2 separate regions of the Zea mays genome follow, and region 1 is linked to region 2. Evidence: chromatin contacts called from public Hi-C data. All regions are on one chromosome and are shown on one strand. The core of a region is the stretch at or near the end of the contact, and the rest is flanking DNA. Distances in the headings are between cores, read along the strand shown.

Region 1 (4,553 bases), core at 1,062-3,561, 200 kb before region 2:
CAGAGCTTCCAGAGGACAAGGACCGGGCCATACAAGATTCTTTTGACAGGATAAAGTCCATTGAGTTTGATCTGCAGAAGACAAAGAAGGTACCTGCCAAACAATGCTTATGGACCTCATGCTGCTTAGAATTGCTTTGGCTTTTGCCTTTATAGTTCAAGCGCCATGGTACCTTTAATATCACTTCTTTTTACTAAACAAAATATTTATTTCACTCTCAGGCAATGTAAGTTCAACTTATATATGGAGTTGGTTTAACTAATATTTTAAAAATGACAAGTTTGTGATGTTAAAATTACACATTGAAGGCCAAAACATTGCCGCTCATTGTTCAAAAACAACTATTAGAGACCATCTGATGTAAGTTTTTTGTTTTGTTGGGTAATCCCTTAACTGTTCCCTGGTGGATATATCTTTTGGACAACTTTGTGGGAACCCACAGGTCTTTATTTGATTGATACCTCTTAAAACACATCTTCTGATGATCTGAGTCTTCATTGCGCATATTTCATAAAGTCCTGCTATTGTCCAGACTGCCAAAGTGTGTAATGTGTTATGTGGTAGGTTTTTGATATGGCACAATGTGCATACGGAGTAGTCATTATTCATCCATACTGTTCATTATCTGTTCTTGATTTAATTAATAAAGCCATTTTCTGGTTATCTGATCTGTTTGATATTTGTTCTTGATTTAACTGGTTAACTTATTTTCATTATTTGATAATACTAGTTATTATTCATTACATCTGATAAACTTTTTTTGTTCTCATTTTTTAAATGATCATATTTCTTGTTTTTTTTTCAAATGATATGCTACATAATTACATGACCTTTTTTTGTTCTGTTCTTTCAGGTATTGCATGCAACAGTTATCAAACAAATGCAGATGGCAGAAACCTTGGAAGCTGTAACGGAGCCGGATCTTAGGGTAAGTATGACATCATGCAATTGTTAGTACACTATCCATCGAGTGCCCTGATGTCCGAAAGTGACACATTCAAGCTATTTCTACCTCAGATATACTGATATTATAGAATATATGAATTTGAAATCATCATGTATCTCGTAATAGCCACACTTGTGCATGCTAACCTTTTTTTTTCATATTTTTGGTGCAGCGGAGGAAATTTTGTACATAATACACTTACCTGCAGTGTACAGAAACAAGAAAAGATGGCGATTTACTAATGTCTGCTGCCTGGCAGAGAATTGAACTACATTGCTTTGTACATGGCCGCCCTTTGCTGATTATCTTTCTCAGCTTACTATAGAGATGAGTGCATTGGCATGTTAGCCTCAATCAGGGGGCCTCAATAACAACAGATAGTTGACCTGTGATAAACTGACGAGATAACAGCGTCCTGGAAAATCACCGGACACTGCCCAATCTATTGAGCTAAAGAGTTCTGTATTATGCATCTTTTGTGTTTCAGAACAGTTAGTTTCACCCATAATTCGATCCATTTTTTGGTTGGTACATGTGAACATCTGATTGAACTTGGTTTTCTTAGAATTTTTGCAAATGGCCGAAATCTAGTCGTGAGCACGTTGTTTCAACATATCCAGTATTCACGTCTAACGTCTCAAGTGCTTGGAACGTTTGCATGTAGACTCTGTAGCACGATGATTGATGATGAATGATGTTCGTTACGTCTTGACTCATGAGCTGTCAACTAGACCACAGCCATTTGCCAGAGGGTAGCCGTCGTTTTCTGTTAGAAGAAGACATAACCTACGCGCGAGGACGATGATGTGTGCCATGGGAGTACGGGAGCAGCGCGCATGCGCCGCGTGGAAAGAGTCGCCGAAGGTCCAACTGCAAAGATTTCGAACGTGTCAATAACGTGAGAATCTGGGCACGAAGGCACGCATACACATTTGAAATTCACGGATAGACCAATTTTCCTTGCCCGCTGATCCAGGGTACTAGCAACAGCAGGTCCGTTTTCAGCTGCGGAAGGAATTAATCCACTATTTTGCAATTATCTTACTGTCTTCTGAGTCCTGCCCTCTTTTATTTACCGGAGATGATGAGTTATATTAATATATTATTTAAGATTACTTCACGCATATACAGCTAATCACCATCTTTGATCGTCCGTGACCGTCATCCTCATCACTGTCTCTCTCTCCAGCCCAGCTACAGCTAGCGTCCACTGCCAATTGCCAACGTCGCCACCGTCAGCCGTCATATAGCGGGAACAGATGAAAGAAAGAATCACCAAACAAACCGCGTCCGCGTCGAGTCTCTACTCTCTCGGCTGTCCGGTCCGGCGCGGCTCTCGCGTCTCCAACCTACCCATGCTGCAGCTCCTCCAACTCCAAGGCTCACACCACCCCGCGACGGGCGACGCTAATTAAGTAGAGCTGCAACACCTGGGTTGGAGGCTAGAGCTTGCAAACACCACCAGCGAAAACGTCGTGGCCAGCCATCCCGGTGTCGTCCCGCGTTCTACAGCCACCGCTGTCGTCGCCGTCCTAGACTCCTAGATCCGTCAGCTTAACGAGCTCCATTCCTTCGAGGCCAGCCATCCCGGTGTCTCAGCAGCGGCGGCGGCGGCGTCGAGCTCTTGCTTTCTGTGGGAGGACGCATGGCGATGTCTGCGGGGCGTGGGCTCTTGGTCCTCTTCTTCTCTGCCGCCGTAGTGGCTGAGCTCGCCTCTGCCGCGAACGGTCCTTTCCTGTCCGGTACGACTTCTTTGCTCCGGTGTTTCTTGCTGTCTGTTTCGCTTTCGGGTTTCGTAGCTGATGGGCTGGTTCTGTTTGCTCTTCGTGAGCAGATAGCGTCTTCCAGTCGAGCGCCGGATCTACAGGGAGGAGCTTGCTGCAGGCCAAGAATAGTACGTTTCATCCCTTCCTTTCTCCTTTAACCACTTCAACCCGTGTTTGATTCGTGGATTGGGCGATTTTGATCTGAGATTGGGAGTTATGCGCTAGTGCACCCCTCCATTGATGGCATAGCAGTTTGGGTACAAACTGGATTACACAGCCTCTTGGCAGCGGGATGGTGAATCGGAATTGGGGAAGGAATATAGCTCTAGACCGAGGGAGAAGGGTTAGAGGGACAGGAACCGGAGTAGGAAGATGAACAGGACATGTCTCTGTATTCAGTTCATTGAGTTCTCCTTTCTGATGCAGCTGCTCTTCTTGTGGTGTTGCCCTTCAGTTGCTTCTTGCTTGGGCGGTTGGGCCACTAGGCAACATGGCTCATGGTGTAACTCCAGCTCATACCTAGGATGATTCCTCACGTTTTCCCCTCCATAAAAATTCGACTTGCCCTCAAGTTGATGCAAAGACGCTAAACCACCGGTATCCCATGGCACTTGTGATTCTTCAGTGCTATGCCTTGACCTTGCTCCATTTGTCTTTATCACCAGTTGTTCCACATTCAACTCCCTGCAGCTCTGGCAACTCCTTTGTTGTACATCGACAGGCTTTTATCTTCATGGTTGCCCAGACTATTCTGATGTAGTTGCCTCTCTGAGATGGACTAAAAGCGGATGCTTAGCCAATTTGCGCATGCTGCTGCCAATGTTCAGAGCTTGACAATAATGGATTAGTGTGATTAGATTTAGGTGCACAAGTCTGAAACTTTGTAAAGGTACTTGTTGGGAGATAACAACTCAAGAATCACTTCATTCTCATGCCACTGCCAACAGAAATCACCCTCAATCTTATAGTGCTTTCAAACACATGCCAGAACAAACCACCATGCATCTGCATATCTCCTGGATCCCATTGCTCTCATACATTCCTTGTATAATATGTAAGCATGGCACGAATCCCACTGTCAACAAGAAGAAGCTTATGAATAATTCCGCGTGCTGTTTTTACCATTGGAAGCACCTAAAAGCCTGTTCCTACTGAATGCAAACACTATTGTCTGCATGTGCTGCAAACCTATCAATATATGCTGAAGGAAGATTGCACGCATTACTCTTCTTGCGCCTCTTGTATTTGTTCAATTGGACTGTAGCTCTGACTTGTGTTATGAATCCCTGCTTCAAAAAAAATTTATTTCCATCGTTGAGTTTGTGAAGGGCGGGCCTGATGCAGCGGTAGAGCCTACCGTCTGTAACCGGAAGGTCTCGGGTTCGAGCCCCAGCCTCTGCATATTATGCGGGTAAGGCTTGGCGCTTAAAGATACCCTTCCCCAGACCCCGCACAGTGCGGGAAGCCTACAACACTGGGTATGCCCGCCCATCGTTGAGTTTGTGATCCAAATTCTGCATATGAAGGCCGTGTTGGTTGTTGAGTGTTTACACAACCCCGCGGTATATATTAGTGACCCTAATTATGGTTTGCTATGCGTCATCTTTATTTACTCCTCTTGTAAGCCGCCGTCTACGGACAACGTTCTGTAAACACTCCACATATAGTGAAGGTTTCGCCTGGCTGGTGCCCGTGGTTTTTCCCTTCGCATTGAAGGGTTTCCACGTAAATCTATGTGTCGTGCTCTGTGATTTGTTGGTTGATCTACTTTGTTTTTCCCGCCATTTCTGCTAACATCCATCATGCAACCATAGCGCTGTAGAGCGTCGACCCCTTGGGGT
Region 2 (4,333 bases), core at 1,521-4,020:
TCAGTGCATTATCGTCGCCACGACACCGAACACGCACGCACGCACGCACGCACTCCGAGCTAAATACCGCACCAGTGGCTGTCGTACAGTTTTTTAGCCAGTAGCCGCCCTATATGATTAGATAGCGATGCAACATATGTAATGTTCTGACGTCTTACCAAACGTGGTGACGTGGCCAATGTAAAGCCAAATGCACAATCATGTGTAAATATACTGTTGTATTAGTACGATGCCATGTGGTGGGCTAATGCTGTTTCAGTCATCTTGGAACATGCAGAGCAGTCACTAGATCTGGAATGAAACTGGCCTGACGAGAGATTAGTGTCGTCCTACAGTCCTATACTAGCTTATCATTATATTCCCAACTCCCCAGGGGATCGAATTTCGGGTCGCATGATCGGAAACAAGCATGAAAAGAATACTTTATTTTACAGGTTCGGAGCCTGTGAGTGCCAATCATGCGCATCATACTAGCTATACCGAGCACTCTATCACGAGGACATCTTTAGACCTTGGAGCGTAGCTGGATGATATGTACGCATCAACTGGGTGTGACAGTATTAAATTCCATTGAAGAGACGCGTACTGTACGTGTTAATTCGAGGTAGTTGGCAGAGAAGCTATACATTATCGACACGTGAAATTGCGAACCATACGGCGCCTACTCTCCATGGCTACCATACCATCAGAAATTCCCTAGTTCTCACATGTGTATAGTACTCCTACTAGCTTGGCGACAATTCGGGTAATTACACGTGATACTTTAACTGTCAAGCTTGACCGTTTTATTTGATTATTCAGGAACGAAACTACCATCGGCAATAACCTAGTAGCTAGCTCTTGCAATCTTGCATCAAGACAAAAGGGTTAAAGGGGAAAAAGGGGGGGAAAACGAAGCTAATGCATTTAGTTGGTAGTTAACAAGATATTAGTAGTACGGTCCTAGCTGAAAAAGAAAAAAAAAACAGCATGCTAAGTGGCCAACAACGGGTTTTAATTGGAGTGGTTGCCGGCCGGCTTGTGACAAGGACCATCCATCTGAATACGCCTTATGTCTTTTGCGGTCAAGTACAGACCATCCGATCATATATATATATATACCGTGCACACTATGTTTTCGTGTGAGAGAGAGAGAGAGAACATCCTCAAAAGATATTTCTCCAGGGAGGAGAACGACGAAGACTGTACTGGTACCGTCGTACCGATGAATATATGCTTGTGTACAACACAGCAGGGATGGCTACGCAGACACACAGGCCACAGCACATATCTGGTCTGGTAGGCATGATGCCACTACGCCGCCAGCGTGGGCACGCAATTGAAGGGGGGCGATCGGCATTGAAAACCATGCATGTCTGTCCGGTGCGGTGACGTTTGAGGAGTGCATTGGCTGGCTGCCCACTTCGACGGCCATCCTTTTTTCCGGACGTGATGGACGGTGGTTGGCGGTGGGAATCGGGAAGCGATTGATTGGCTTCTTTCTTCACGGGTGGAGTGGAGGGGAGAAGTACTACTCGGTCCACCTGAATCTCAACTTGCGTACGAGCCATGCATCAATTCCATCGGAGCCGTGTGTGATCGATGGTCGATGGATGGGTTCCAAAAACTAAAGCCGATATAAATTAAATTCAGGTCTCTAGATCTCATCTTGTCAGGATAAAAGCTAAAAACGGCTATTGTTGCCAAACAGATAATAATAATTGCGTGCTACTGTGCTAGGCTGCTATCTGCTATGCTGTCGTGCTGTGCGTATGCATGTTGGTCACATTACACACATGCATATCCTCTGAATGTAGACACCATTTTGTTCGATGAAACAAACTCCCTTTGTTCGAAAAATGCATGTCGGCAGGCGAAAACATCCTGTTGATAGATTAGCATGTGGATGGTAACGAACGGGCGGCGTGTCTTCTCATACACTTTTTTTTTGTTTTCAGTCAAAAAGGAAATTCGACGGTGTGTGGCACCGGGCCAGCCAGGCTGCCTATCAGTGTGGTAGCAGAGCACAAGGGTGGTAAGCGCCAATTGGGCCGCCTAGCTAGGCCTAACTTGGACGCTTTGCGCGGCGGCGGGGGCTAGCTAGTGCTAGTGGCGACGGAATTCATAATCTACTAGCAGTAGTCTAGTACAGTACAGACATAAGTGTACCTAACATACTAACTTTGTATGCTGTCTGTCGATAATGTTTTCCTGCGAAGATTCGATCGTCAGTCCTTTTGGCTCACACACGGTCCCACACCCTAGTAGCTGTCAGCTTTCGTTCAGTTATAAACTCGCTTTATGCCTGTCGTGGACTCGTGGACTAGGCAACAGGTTCGATCAACCTCCGCTCCGCGCTTCATTTTTTTAAACTAATTTTGCCCACCGAAGTTTCAGTCTTTCAGGTTTGCATGGAGATCATGCATGAATCTAGCGCCGCGCCGCTGATATATAATTTCGATTTGAAAGATGAAACACTGCTAGCGCTATATATCGTTTACGAGCCTGGTCAGTTACGTACGTGCAGAAAAACCATTGCAAGCAAACACATGCATGAATTATCGGCAAAAAAAAAAACATGCAAGTGACTAACGAGCACATGAGGATAGGAGCAGTACCCTTCACTTCTGACGAGCAGGCATCGTGGGCGATGTCCCTGACAGGAGTGGCCACTGCGAAGAGCAGGGAGATGGCAAGCAGCCGAAGCAACGCCATCTTAATAACTCTCTCTATCTGAAAGCAGGCAGCTTCCTCGCCGACTCGTCCGATCCTCCTGCCTGCCTGTGGCCAGTGGCTCTCTCTATGAAGTTAAGCCTGGCCACCTCGCGGCCTTTTATAGAGATTCCGATGGCGCGCCCGCCCGTCCTGCTTTGCTAGCTTGCGAACCCCCGCGGTAGCTTTCAGCCTCGGCGGTTGAAAAACGACCCCTTTTAATCCAGTCCAACCACCTGAGTACTACGTACTACCACTGCTTCCGTAGTCCGTTCTCTAACTGTTTTTTCCTCTCCTCTGCTGCTGAGAGATCATGATCGTATCAGTTCAGGCGCGTCAGAGTTTTTTTTTCCATCTCCTTTTTTTTGTTTTCCATTCTTTGGTCCATTTTATTTTCTTTTCTGATTGGAGGCTTCCGTTCCGACGCCGACGGCTCGTGTACCGGTATCGTTGTTGCCTTTCAGAACTAGGACTGCTGCTGTTGCCCTGTGCCTGTGACGTGTGCAGCAGCGAGATGGTAGCCAAGACCAAGAGAGGTATTTGCTTTTCTGCAGCGCAAAAGCCAATGCAAGGTAGGTGCACAATTATGAAGCTGCCCCGCCTTCTACTCACCATGCTCAATTAATTAAGCTGGCGGTTATGCGCACCTGTCAGTCTAAACAGCAATCACGCGCCAGTGATAAATGTCGTCCAGCATCGCCCCCCGTACTAGCTTTGACGAAAAATGCTAGACCGATCGATCGACCGAGGTGGTTACCGAATGCTAATGCGACGCAACACGGGACAACAACAATGACCACCGTCTGCAGGAGTGCCTCCGACAGATATCCACTTGGTCAGAGAGCTATACTAGTTTCTGTATAGCTACTAGCTAGCCAGTTCAGTCTTTCAGTCAAGTCTCATTCTCGCTTCAGATTTCAGAACGACAGAGAAAGAGAGGTGAACACGAAGCTGCATGCTAGTCCAAGTCTGTGTATCTGCCGGCACGCGGCGTCATATGCTATCGTATAGGAGTAACTAGTAAGAGTAATCAAGTTCCTCTGCAGCAAGGAAGAGAGAATCTAGGTAGCCAGCAGCATCTGCATCTGATTAGCCGGTGACGGAATCTTTTCGTCGGAACGAAGCTTCAGCCGGACGCCTCCTCCTCCGGCTTTGGATCCGATTGGGTGTGCTGTGCAGTGCAGGTGCCGCACCGCCAACCGCAACCGCCACCGCACTGCTGCCGCCCGCTGGAAGTGACAGGAGAATAATCTCATCGTGGTGGAGGCGCCGAGGCCGAGGCCGAGGCGCGCACCAACCGGCCACACCAGCACCAGCAGCACCAGCAACGGAAGCGGCCATCTCACCAACCACATGTGCGCTGTTCCGCCGCGTGATGCGGTGCGGCGGCCGGCCTCACCCATGGCCGATCCGTCAACAGACATGCAGGCAGCTCCGTCGTCGGCCCAATAAATAAAGGAGAAAAAACTCCACCAAATTTGGATTCGCTTCAAACAATTTAACTCTAAATATCTAAACGACTGTCTGATCTGATAGATCCACGGTAGATGACAGATTCACTTGTGAAATTGTCCACTGATAATGTTTCGATCTAAATTTACTCTTCCAATAATTAATTGAAGATATTCTAAATAGATCCAAA

What was found. Hi-C and Micro-C count contacts between places; a contact is called where the count stands out from the background.
Region 1: a contact with region 2 is called in a Hi-C map of leaf, with 9 times the contacts expected there. The contact joins the promoter of LOC100217283 here to the promoter of LOC101027224 in region 2. A contact is called at or near these places in 8 of 25 Hi-C or Micro-C datasets (ear, endosperm, leaf and 2 more).

The regions. Positions count from the first base shown.
Region 1 is chr5:211,960,305-211,964,857 of Zm-B73-REFERENCE-NAM-5.0, reverse strand. It overlaps LOC100217283 (GPI-anchored protein), which reads left to right and starts at 2,311. Exons shown (of 3, transcript NM_001143634.1): 1 at 2,311-2,688; 2 at 2,781-2,840. The coding sequence starts at 2,592. LOC100381849 reads left to right here. Exons shown (of 15, transcript NM_001361546.1): 13 at 1-89; 14 at 854-928; 15 at 1,119-1,477. The coding sequence ends at 1,139.
Region 2 is chr5:211,756,748-211,761,080 of Zm-B73-REFERENCE-NAM-5.0, reverse strand. It overlaps LOC101027224 (aspartic proteinase nepenthesin-1), which reads right to left and starts at 2,770. Exons shown (of 3, transcript NM_001279913.1): 1 at 2,598-2,770. The coding sequence starts at 2,694.